Linked DNA regions of Larimichthys crocea: region 1 is linked to region 2. A link is a contact called in public Hi-C data. All regions are on one chromosome and are shown on one strand. The core of a region is the stretch at or near the end of the contact, and the rest is flanking DNA. Distances in the headings are between cores, read along the strand shown.

Evidence for each region. A called contact is a pair of places that touch in the nucleus more often than the background predicts.
Region 1: a Hi-C map of muscle shows a contact between it and region 2, with 3 times the contacts expected there. The contact joins the promoter of adcy7 here to the promoter of nod2 in region 2. A contact is called at or near these places in 2 of 7 Hi-C or Micro-C datasets (both in muscle).

Annotation. Positions count from the first base shown.
Region 1 is chrVIII:22,873,954-22,879,771 of L_crocea_2.0, reverse strand. It overlaps adcy7 (adenylate cyclase 7), which reads left to right and starts at 4,553. Exons shown (of 28, transcript XM_019274315.2): 1 at 4,553-4,739. tent4b (terminal nucleotidyltransferase 4B) reads left to right here. Exons shown (of 12, transcript XM_010757293.3): 11 at 1-24; 12 at 261-2,423. The coding sequence ends at 419.
Region 2 is chrVIII:22,703,016-22,708,815 of L_crocea_2.0, reverse strand. nod2 (nucleotide-binding oligomerization domain containing 2) reads left to right here and starts at 2,327. Exons shown (of 10, transcript XM_010729143.3): 1 at 2,327-2,499; 2 at 2,650-2,922; 3 at 3,830-3,956; 4 at 4,143-5,800. The coding sequence starts at 2,776.

The DNA.
Region 1 (5,818 bases), core at 3,304-5,803, 170 kb before region 2:
TCTGGAAGCAACAAGGGAGGAAAGGTACTCCTGAGCTGTACTGTATGCATACACATACAACACATTAAGCACCACAGGATTAATAAAGCAACAGACAGAAAAACTGTACTGTTATACATATATATAATTAAAGAGCTATGATATGAAACAATAAAATTAGATGTTTCAACTATTACCAGTCTAAAGTTTGTTGCATTGAGGACCCAAGGGAAATCCTGCAGGAAAACAGATTTATTTTTTTCTGCGTGTTCTTTCTCCAGGCCAGGATGTCTCGTTCTCACCAGAAGAGCGGCCACCACGGGCAGCAAAGCTCCTCCTCCAGCACTAAAAGTCATCAGAGCAACAAGCCACACCACCAGGGCAACAGCAAGAAGAGGAAAAATGTGCGAGACTCTACACAAGAAGACCTCTGCAGATAGGGGTGCCTGTCCTGCCCGTGCCCTCATCTCCATCCCAGTCCTTGTCTGCAACTGACTGACTGTCCTGTCCCACTTCTGCTGCCAGACTCCAGCCTCGGGAGGTTGTTAGAAGTATTAAAAACATCTACAGTATCTGTCTTTCTGTCAAGCTTTTCGGGGTGACAAGCAAAGATTTCTAGCAGGAAAGAAAAAGAAGAAAAGAAAAAAAAAAAAAAGAATCGTTATAGGACATGGGTTTTAATTTCTTGGACCTGAACTGAAATCACAAAGGATAAATGCTCATTTGCTTCCCAACAGCTTCTTTTACGGAGCGTTTTCCTAACCCACAGCCAGCACCTACACAACATGCCTCTTGCACCTCCTGCTGTACAGGAATAGACAGGTCAGGTGTCTGGAATCTACTGTGGAGCAATACCTGGAACTGCTGGCTGGAAAATAGGATAAAAACATTTTATCCCCCCCCCCAAAAAAAAAAAACAAGAAAAAAAAAGCAAATGGCTTAAAATGTACAAAAAGAAAAATGTTACGTTGAACAACGAACGTGTACACAGATTTTTTTAAGACGGTAACTTACAAATGCAATCAGTAAGAGTGGGACAAAACTTATGCATGACATTTTTTCGTTGGTTGATTTTTCTGTTGGTTTAATCTGTTTTGTTATGTCTAAAACAGGTTATACAAAGATTTGTACAAAAAAAAATGCATAAGCAAAAAAAGGTAAAAAAAAAAAAAAAAATACAAGTAAAATGAAAATGTTTCATATTACCTTTTTACAAGATATACCGATTGAAGACATGTAAACATGCACATCTTGTGCCCACAGCTTTTTGGCCAAAGCCGAGAGCTGGTTTGGGTCCCATTGCCAACATAAATCATCAGCATCTACTTTTACTCCTGGTTGCTCTCTGTGAGTGTGCTACAGTGTTAACATTTAGCCTTTAGTGAGCCACTGCTCACATACAGCCCTATAAATGGCTGGATGGAGCCTGCTCTCTCACCCAGCTCAATAGCACAGCCACACCAGTGTAGAGGCTTTAAGACTACAGGTTTAAATTAATAAGGGGTGATAAATTGTTTTATTGAGAAATCCTACACTTGAAGAAAAAAAAAAATGTGTTAACAATACAACTGTGGGTGATAATCTGTTCCTTTGGTAATCTACCCACAACAAAATCATTTGTATTTGTTAAATGTATTTATTTTTAATAATTATATGAATATAGTATGGATAAATGTATTATTAACAGTAGAGCCCATATATTTGAGTCCTATATTTGAAATAGGATAAGTTGTGGGGAGGTGGGGTGGGAAACATATATTCAGAGCAAAATACCACGTTTATTATTTCATTGTTTTTTTTGTTTTGTTTTGTTTTTTTTTTCAGTTGAGTGACCAAGTTACTTTGGAAAGTTTGAGAGACCGTTTTGCAAGTTCTCGGTGAGAATTTTGTTTTAATATGTGGCTGGTCTACTTACTTTAAAAGGGAGATGATTTTTATTTTATTTTATAAACTATCATAGCAACACACTCTTCAATATGTCAATCCCCCCTCTGTCATTGCAACAACTAACCTGTAGATGGAGTCATCACTCCAAGTCTGAATCCACAGAGTTTGGGCTTGTATACTGCATTTGGAGGGTTTATCTCTGTGTTATTTGTGTGTTTGACCCATAATATCCTGATATTTCAACCAAATGAGCAGCTGCACATAGAAAACCTGTTGAGCTGAGTGCTTGCTGGAGGGAGTAGCACACCAAAGCACACCACAAGCCCCTTATTGTGTCTCTCTCCAAATGGAGCAACATTCACCCACAGTGGAACAAATAAGGAGCCAGCAATAACAACCACCTTACACTATTATCATTACTCTACAATGACTACTGCAGCTATAGGATGTCATGCTCACTGCTGAGCAAGTTTGATCTTCTGTGTTAACACAGTGAAGCACATTTGGTAAATCCACCCTATAACTTGAGCTTATTTTTTTGTGGTGCCCCCCCCCCCAAAAAAAAAAAAAAATTCAACAGTACTACAGTTGTGGCTTGAATGCAGTATATAAGCGCTGGTCTTGTGGTAGACTGAAGGAGAAAGGTGAATAAAGTTGTGCCATCTGAATGTCCACTGACCATCTCTCTTCACTGCAGGAAGGCTTCAAACCCAACTGTACTCACCTGAAATGTTTCTCTGCAGCTATTACAATTCATGCAATAAAATCAGTACAATTAAACCTCTGGAACCTCAAGGTGTCATTTCTCACTCAGCAATTGGATTCACTGGTGCACTTTTTATGTGGACCGACCACGACTGGTGGAGAAGCTCAAATAAGATTGTCTTTAATGCTCATTATGGGATCATTATTGATCCATCAAAGGACCTCAGTCTCCTCAGCAAGTGAAGACGACTTAATTGTTCTCCAACTAGTCCAATTCATTGTTTAGGTGAACACACAGGTATTTGTACGTTCCTACCATCTCGATATCCAATCCCTGGTGGCCTGAGGTGTCTTCCTCCTTCATCTGGCTGGTGTTGATGTCAAGGTGGTTGAGATTACAAGAGTTGACAAAGTCTGTGCTCCTGCTCATTTCCTTCTGATACACATCCAACCATTGCTGAGAACTTGGGAGAGGTGATTGTTGTCTGAGGTTTGATGTGTACAGTTTGAATGAAAAGAAGAGTGATCATCGTACCCTGTGGGTCCCCTGTGCTGCATCAGACACGCAGTGATGATAATACTATGTTCTTTTAGGGAGGTAGTTGATAGTCCATGCGATCACGGGGCAGTCAATTCCAACTTAATCTTAATTTTAAACTCCCTTTAAGAACCATAAATGCCAAGTGTCTCATCAGAACATCTAGAATTAATGAAATTTGCTCCACAGGCTGACTTTGGTGAATACAATGAACTTCATACCAACTGTAAAAGTAAGTGAATCCACTACTGAACTACTAAAGATAGATCACTCTGATTCATACCTGTGGGACATGTATAAACAAGTAGTACTTTGCTCTGAGGTAGACGCAGTAACAGCGACTGAACTGTCCCAGTACATTTTTTGCTGCTCTTTTTCGGCAACTTCTGTTCAATTTGACAGACTTGGGTAATACAAGCTCTGTCTTCTACCAGCAGCAAATGAGGAGTGCCTTGAACACAAAGCCTATGGTCTTCACAGAAGATGAGAGTGCTTATGAATATCTTAATAACACTATCTATCCATCCATCCATCCATCCATCCATCCATAAATGGGGGAAACAGGAGTACCCTGTGAAAACCCACGTGGCCAGTTCTTAAAACAGTGACATGTTAACAGCAGTCGGGGAGAAAACGGCCAACATTGTAGCCATTAAAACCCTAAAAAGGACCTTGTCACTGATCCCTCCGTGTCTAAATCCAGAGTTTGCTGCAAATCTTAAAGTGTGTGCCAAAATACGCAGAGACCTGCAGCAATCATGGTCAGATCGGACAAACCCCTCCACAGGCAGCCTGAAATGTCACTGAAACTGAGCTTATTCAGGTGGATCCATGAACATTAGAGGTCATATAAATGAGTCTTACATTTTGAAATAGGATAAACCGCGGGGAGGTGTGGTGCAAGTTAATATGTGGCTTGTCTACTCACATTATGAAAGGGAGATGATTTTGATTTTATTTTTATTTGAACTATCTCTATCTCACTTCATGATGTCAATGCCCCTCTGTCATTGCAACAACTAGCCTGTAGATGGAGCCATCGCTCCAAGTCTGTATATACAACATTCACCCACAGTGAAAGGAGCCAGCAATAATACATTATATACCATTACTCTGCAATGGCTACCGCGGATACAGGATATAACGCTCACTGCTGTGAAAGTTTCATCTTCTGTCTTCTGACACATTGAAGTCCAGACTGCAACTCGAGCCGTCATTTCTCAGCACTACAGCTGCGGTTGTTTAAAGGCAGTGTGTAAGATATGCAGTGCATGCAGTGGTAGACACCTTTTCCACTCTGTGTCATAGGGTCAATAGCTTCACGGGTAAAGTCCCCCCACACCGTGACTTAATTTAACACGCACAAGTGTGGTGTGCGTGTGTCAAAAAAAAAAAAAAAAAAAAAAAAAAGCGGGGGGGGGGGGGGAAAAAAATGCGCGTGAGTGTGGTGGTAAACGCGCGCGTGAGTGGTGCCTGACAGAGATGGAGGAGGGGCGTCTGAGCTCCGAGCAGCGCGCGGACTGACAGTTGGAGAGGCTGCACGGGGGACCACAGCACGCGCTCCCAACACCGCATCCATAAGTCATCTGTGTACATTTATGTCCACGAGACGTTATTAAAAACCTGTCAGGTAAGACAGTGAAACTTTGTTTAATTATACAATATATACCCCAGGTGAAACTTTACAACCTGGAAGCTTTTGTTCTCGTCTCAAGGAGAGGTTAATTGTTTCCTCATTTTAAAAACAAAGACGGATTTCTCTGTCCAAAAAGTTGTCAGAGCTTTTACATTTGGGTGGAAGGTGATGTTTCACCAAATGTGTGTTTTCTTACCAGTTTTCAGTTTCTTTCGGTGTTTTTTCACCTGTCTGCTCATGTCACCCACAGTCTGATGTTGAGTTTGGTGCATTTCGGGTTACCAGTTAACAACGAGGCTACCTGCTGTGGCTCACTTTGAATTTAGCTGCCGGTGTTTCACTTCGACACTTCTCTGTAAATCCGATGAGGGTGTTTGTTCGGTAATATGGTAGTCAAATGTCTTTAATGGATTCATATCACTCTCATTAAAATCTAGATACTATCTGTGAACCTGCACAGTGTATGTGACACTATGCTGGTGTGTCTTCTGCAGAGTTTCATGCACATTTCCATTTCTCCACTCTTCTTTTTTCAGTCATATGTGTTGTCTTGTATCTGTGACTTGGTGTTCTTCAAACTAAGCCTGACCCCAAAATGTTTACAGGGCAGGAAATGATTTTTTTTTGTGTTAAGTATGCAAAAGTGCTGCTGCTAAGATACTGACTTGAAAGAGTTTATCTCTTCCTATCTCTTCCGAGAACATAATGCTCATGGGTTCAACAGGACTGGCGCCTCTGTTTGTACCCTTTCATTTCAGAGTGACCTTTTTTTTTTTTTTTTAGTCTCTTTGTAAAAACTGCCACATAAAACAAGATATTTTGAGCAATTGAAATACCAAAGGTCTATAAATGTTCCGGTTTTAACTGCAGCTTGTACTTAACTGGTGTTGAAGCTAATTCATATGTGGTCCTAACGCTGGTCTTTCCTTCAGTCTTTGCGTCACAGATGGCTTTAATGTTTAAGCAAGTGAAGTTCTGACTTTGTGTGCATGTGGTGTTGTGCCGTGGGATTGGACTGGATAATCTAAAGACCTCACTGTCAACATTTTTCATTGGAACTACTTTATACTGAA
Region 2 (5,800 bases), core at 1,078-3,577:
CAGTCTTGTACCCTCAAAAAGATCCAAGCAATCAGAACCCCACCCCTCTGCTGAGCAACCATCCTGTCATCTCTCTTAAAAGTGAAATCAGCATTCAGTGTCTCTTTTTAATAACCATGTGTCCTAAGGCCTCGAGCATGTCATGTTCTCCATTCATTAAGATGACTGTCAATTAAGCAAGTCCATACATGATCTTTTATACACTGCTTCCAATTAAATGAGACTTGGTTTACCTAAAAGCACAATTAAAGCTTACGATTCAACTTGATGATTCTACTTTTCCTTCTATGCCAAGCTTCTACTTAGTCCTTAACCAGTGGATATCTCTGAAGACAGTGCATTTATTCTATTTTTGTTTGAATCCTGCCATCACCAAATACAAAGTATCAAAGCCATGATAGCAGGGATTCAGTTTCACTTTTGGTGCTAAGATCCTGCATCCCAGAGCCTTCTCAGGAATTCTTTCACTCAGCTGTTCCTCAGCAGCTTTAAAAATGCACGTCCAGGCAATGATAAAAGACTGCCTCTCACGATTTCACTAGTGCATAAATTGGTGTCAAGGTTGAGGCAAGGCTGTTTTTCACCATACATTGATGTAATGTTGGCCTTCTATGGGTTTCTCAGGTATGGTGAATAAACAACCAGATCTTGCTTTTTTAATCCTCAGAATGATCTCACCTTCTCTGATTTAACCTTGGAAGAGCATGTACTCAATATTCCTGAAGCACTCAAAATCTCGCCAAGGCACTTAATTCCCATTGCCAAAACTAGCACTACTTTTTGTCCTTTCTCTTCCGTTATCAAATTCTTGTATAATTATTCATCACTGATGGCTACAGACCCATGACAAGATCCTGATTTTCCTCAAAGTTGCATGATCTCTGCCTGAGGTGCGGCCTACCCCATGAACACTATTTCCCTCACTCCCTAAGAACTGGCGCAGCTACAACTGCAGCTTTCTATCAGCTTACCTAAACACTAAACTCCCTGGGCCGCTGCTCATCTCCTGGGATATCTTGATCTTAATTTTATTGTTGCATATCAGCAGGTTGCTGGGTATACAGTATTCAGTCATTTTGGAATATCTGTCAGTGTATTTGCAGGTGATCTAAGGTGTCCATGGGAAATAGTGGCTGCTGCTAGGCACACTCATAGCAGATTCATAGCAGATAGTTTATTTCCCTTCTGGTAGGGGTGCTCATGGAGAATGGCCACATGGTGGCTGGTGCTTTGGCCTACATTATAGAAGATCCTCACATCAGCTCCAAATGTGTGCTGTTTGGGGGGTTTAAGATATTTAAGATATTTAAGAAGCTTGTCGCTTCTCAATATCCCTACGTATAAATATCTGCAGGAGTGATGGGGTCGGAGTCTAGATGCTAAAGTCTAACCATATTCTGCTGCTGCATTAAACATTCCAAATATAAGATGTCTGACTGAACTGTACATTGTGCACATAGAAAAAGTTGTGCTGCAGGTAGGATGATGACATGAAGTCAGCCTCTGAGACAGAAAAAAAGGAATCAAAGAATCAGGAAATTAGACTAAAGAGAACAAAGAAATGTGACAAAAAGAGGAATCAAGAAATATGTCAAAGGTAAGAAAATCCCATTCCCTCTTAAACACACCAGGTTTATTTATGCAACAGTTCCATCCAGTGGTTGCATAACCAAATTGCAACCAGTAAACAACCTTGGATCTGCAACTTTTTTCTTCAGTATATTTTTGGTGTCTTTTCTTGGAAATATGTAAAGTAAGTCATTAATATTTAGTAGTGCCAGACTTCTGCTTTTTAAAAACTATAATTCCTCTTTATGATAAACTGTAGCACCCTCACTCTGAAAACCACTGGCAAGAGGATGTGGAAATACAATAGTCATTAGCATGTGGAAAAACTATAAACTCCTGTGAATATCAAGCAGTCCATTGTGAAATGTTGCTTTTGTTCTATTTTGATAACCCCTGCCCCTCCCAAAAAAAGCCAAAACAAAACAGGTGTATTAGTTATTTATTTGCAAGGCGTGCACACAAGTGTTCTACAGCAGTGGTCCCCAACCCCCGGGCCGCGGACCGGTACCGGTCCGTGGATCAATCAGTACCGGGCCGCACAAGAATTAATTAGTTATTTCTGTTTTATTTAATACGGTCATTTCGAAATAAAAAAACGTTTCAAAGTAGTAGAAGAAGAAAATATTACTTAATACTTAATATTTTCTTCTTCTCCTACCAACTGTAGATAGAGTAGTAAGTCCCCCTCTATTATAGTCCCAGTCTAAGTCGAGCGGTCTTTTATTTTGAAACGTTTTTTTTTAAACGTATTGTATGTCGGTTCTGTTGGTGCTTCAGTTTTGTTGGCAAGGGAAGGTAGGCTTGGTTTGGAGAACTTGTTTCGCTTTCTGCTGTGGAATGAGGAAGCGGTAGTCTAAAGTAGCGTAGTGCCTCTGCTGAAATGACAGATGGAAGGAAGAAAGCTGGAAAGCCTGTTGTGGAGACTCTAACGTGAGTGACAATTTTACAATGCTATTACTGTTATTAAGTTCCCATGGTTAATCCTGTGTGTTTGTTTTAAATGAAAACGGCCACTGTGTATGAATAAACAACAAACAGCTATGAACACTGATCACCTGGTATCTGACTAAAATTTTGCAGAACAACAATGACACTTGTAGTTGCTAACATGATGACGTGGGTGTTTGCTGTGCCAGGATGTGATACTGGAAACAGCAGAAGAACACGCTGGATGTTCCTGAATATGGATGCTAACATGTGGACAGCATGTTTGCCCAGGAGTTTGTGCTGAAACAGAGGACAGAGATCCTGCATGCGCTGTGCAGCAGTGGGTCAACTGAACATCTGGAACGAGTTTTGGACATACTGCTGGCCCAAGGGGAGCTCATATGGGAGGATTACCAGAACATACAGGTACCAGATAGGGCACTGTACACCAAAGCCCGACAGTTGCTCGACCTGGTTTATACAAAGGGTGTGGACACTTGTGAGCTCTTTCTTGCTGCTCTCAAACAGGTCTTGCCTGAATCACAGATAGTTGGCCTCTCATTTGCTGGATGTAATTCAAATCTAGAAGAAAAAGAAGAATACCAAAGCACATCAACTCATACTCTTCTGACTCAAAGACCAAGCCTGGTCAGCAAGCTACTAGGCCGCATTCATGGTGCTTTAGAAGCTCTCGTCATATCAGGACACTTTACCTCAGCAGACTGCGATGAAGTGCGCCTACCTGTATACACCCCCTCTCAGCAGGTACTGAAAAAAAGAGCAAATTATTACTGTTCCTTTTATTGTTTTTTACCTATTCAGTTGGCTTGGAATTAAACTAATGCTTGTTTTTTGCATTTCACTATACTCGCAGTCTGGATTTGAATACTTTAAAAATAATTTTGATACTATCATAAAATGCCTTTGTACCAGTGCTGATTTTAAATGAATCAAATGCACGTATTCAGTTTAATTCCAAGACTTAAATAAGAAAATTATTACCACCCTCATGTCTGTTACAGTTACTATGAAGCCAGCACTTGTAGTCTGTTAGTTTAGCCTAATACACAGTCTGTAAATAGTGGGAAATAGCTGGTCTAGCTCTGTGCAAAAGTAACAAAATTCACCAACTACAACTTCTAAAGGTCACTATAACGAGTATGAGAACCCCTGTTTCAGTATATGTGCTAAGCTAAGCAAACTGTCTGATGGTGTTACATTCACCATTTCACAGAAATGAAAGCTGTATCAGTCTCATCTTAACTCTTGGCAATAAGGGGATAATCGTATTTCCCAATATGCTGAACAAATGACTCTGATGTCATTCAATCAGGCAAGGCGTTTACTTGACCATGTCAGACCAAAGGGAGAATTAGCAGCAAAGGTTGTGCTGCAATACATTCAGCAAAAACAGGAAACTGGATCCGCTCTGAACCCGGAGAAACTGACCCCTCCCAAAGGTGAAGTATGTCATTGTACAAAATGTATGCTTTTCCTTGGTGGCACTGCAAAAATAGAACCTGCTTGAAAAAAAATGACTCACTCAAGAATGTAAAAGGACCGGTTGTTAGCAAATACAGTATGTATAATTTTACAGTGCTGTGTGTTTATTGTAGTTTGTTTTATATGTATGTTTTTTTTCACAGAGTTCTTAAAGTATCAGAAGAAACTCAGCAGTTCTGTGTCTGCCCAGTCCTGCTTTCTCAGTACTTATGGAGGAACCAGTCACATGTCTCTGGATGACATCTACACCGAAGGCCAACTGGAACTAGCTCAATACTGTGCTGATGTCCATGGACCTTTGGGTCTAGAGGACATAGTCGGTACAGTGGGTACAGTGAACGAGGAGGCCGACACGGTGCTAGTGTCTGGGGAGGCAGGCAGTGGGAAGACTACCTTACTCCAAAGGTTACACTTGCTTTGGGCTCGGGGAGTAGCCCTGCAGCAATTTCTACTTCTGTTTCCATTCAGCTGTCGCAGGTTGAACTCAGAGCACAGGGAATTGTCTGTCAAAGAATTGCTGTTTCAGCACTGCTGCTGGCCAGATAGGGATCAGGAAGAGATTTTCCAGTTCATTCTGGACCATCCACATCTCGTTCTGTTCACTTTTGATGGCCTGGATGAGCTCAAGCAGAGCTTTTCAGATGAAAAGAGGCTCTGCTGCCCAACACAGCCTGCACCTGTTCACATACTATTGTTCAACTTCATTCAGGGTTCTTTAATGAAGGGAGTTCGAAAGGTGGTAACTAGTCGCCCAGAGGCAGTTGGCCCTATGTTAAAGACACACCTTTGCAAAGAGGTCCTCCTGAAAGGCTTTTCCCCAAGTGGGATTGACTGTTTTGTAAGAAAACATCACAGTGACAACACTGTAGCTACTAAGGTTTTGGAGTCCCTACAGACAAACACTGCTTTACTTGGACTGTGTCATAGTCCAGTCCTCTGCTGGATTGTCTCACAGTGCCATAAGGAGCTGCTAGGTTGTGGAGAGGGCAGCCCACAGACAATCACAGACGTGTACCTAATGATCTTACAGCACTTTTTCCAGCACCAAAGCTCCCTGAAGAGTACTGTTGGGTTAGGTTGGTTTCAGGATCACCTAAAAACAGTCTTGCATCTGGGGCAACTTGCCTTTGAGGGAATGAAAAACACCTGTTACATCTTCTCAGGTACAGACCTGGAGACATGTGGTGTAACTGAAAATGATATCTACATGGGCTTTCTCATACAAAGCAAAGATTTGTCCTCCAACCACGGTAAACACTATGAATTCCTTCATGTGACTATGCAGTGTTTCTTTGCTGCCCTGTACATTGTTTTGTCAAATAACATGGATCATTCAACTATCTCTAAGCTCTTTGAGGTGAAGGACATGTGGGAGACAGATCTGACCAGCTCATGCTTCCGGGCGTGCTTGCCTTCCACTTACCAACAAGATTGCTCTTTACAGGGGGACGCTACAGCAGCTGAAACATCAAATCTGCAAATCACAGCAACCTTTGTGTCAGGACTACTGTCCAAGCGCCATCAAAGTCTGTGGCTCCAGTGCTGCCCCAGTGCTGTGATGGAGAAGAAGATCAGACAGGTAGGGAAATGCCTGTCCAAAGGCATGCAGAAACACTTCAAGTCTATCCCTCAACCAGTAGAAGGAGAGAAGAAGAGCATGCATGCAATGCCTGGCTTTGTCTGGCTTATCAAATGCATCTATGAGATGCAGGAGAGCAGGATTGCTAAAGATGCCATGAGTAAGCTGGAGGTCGACCATCTGAAACTGACCTACTGTAACATCGGTCCTGTAGAGTGTACT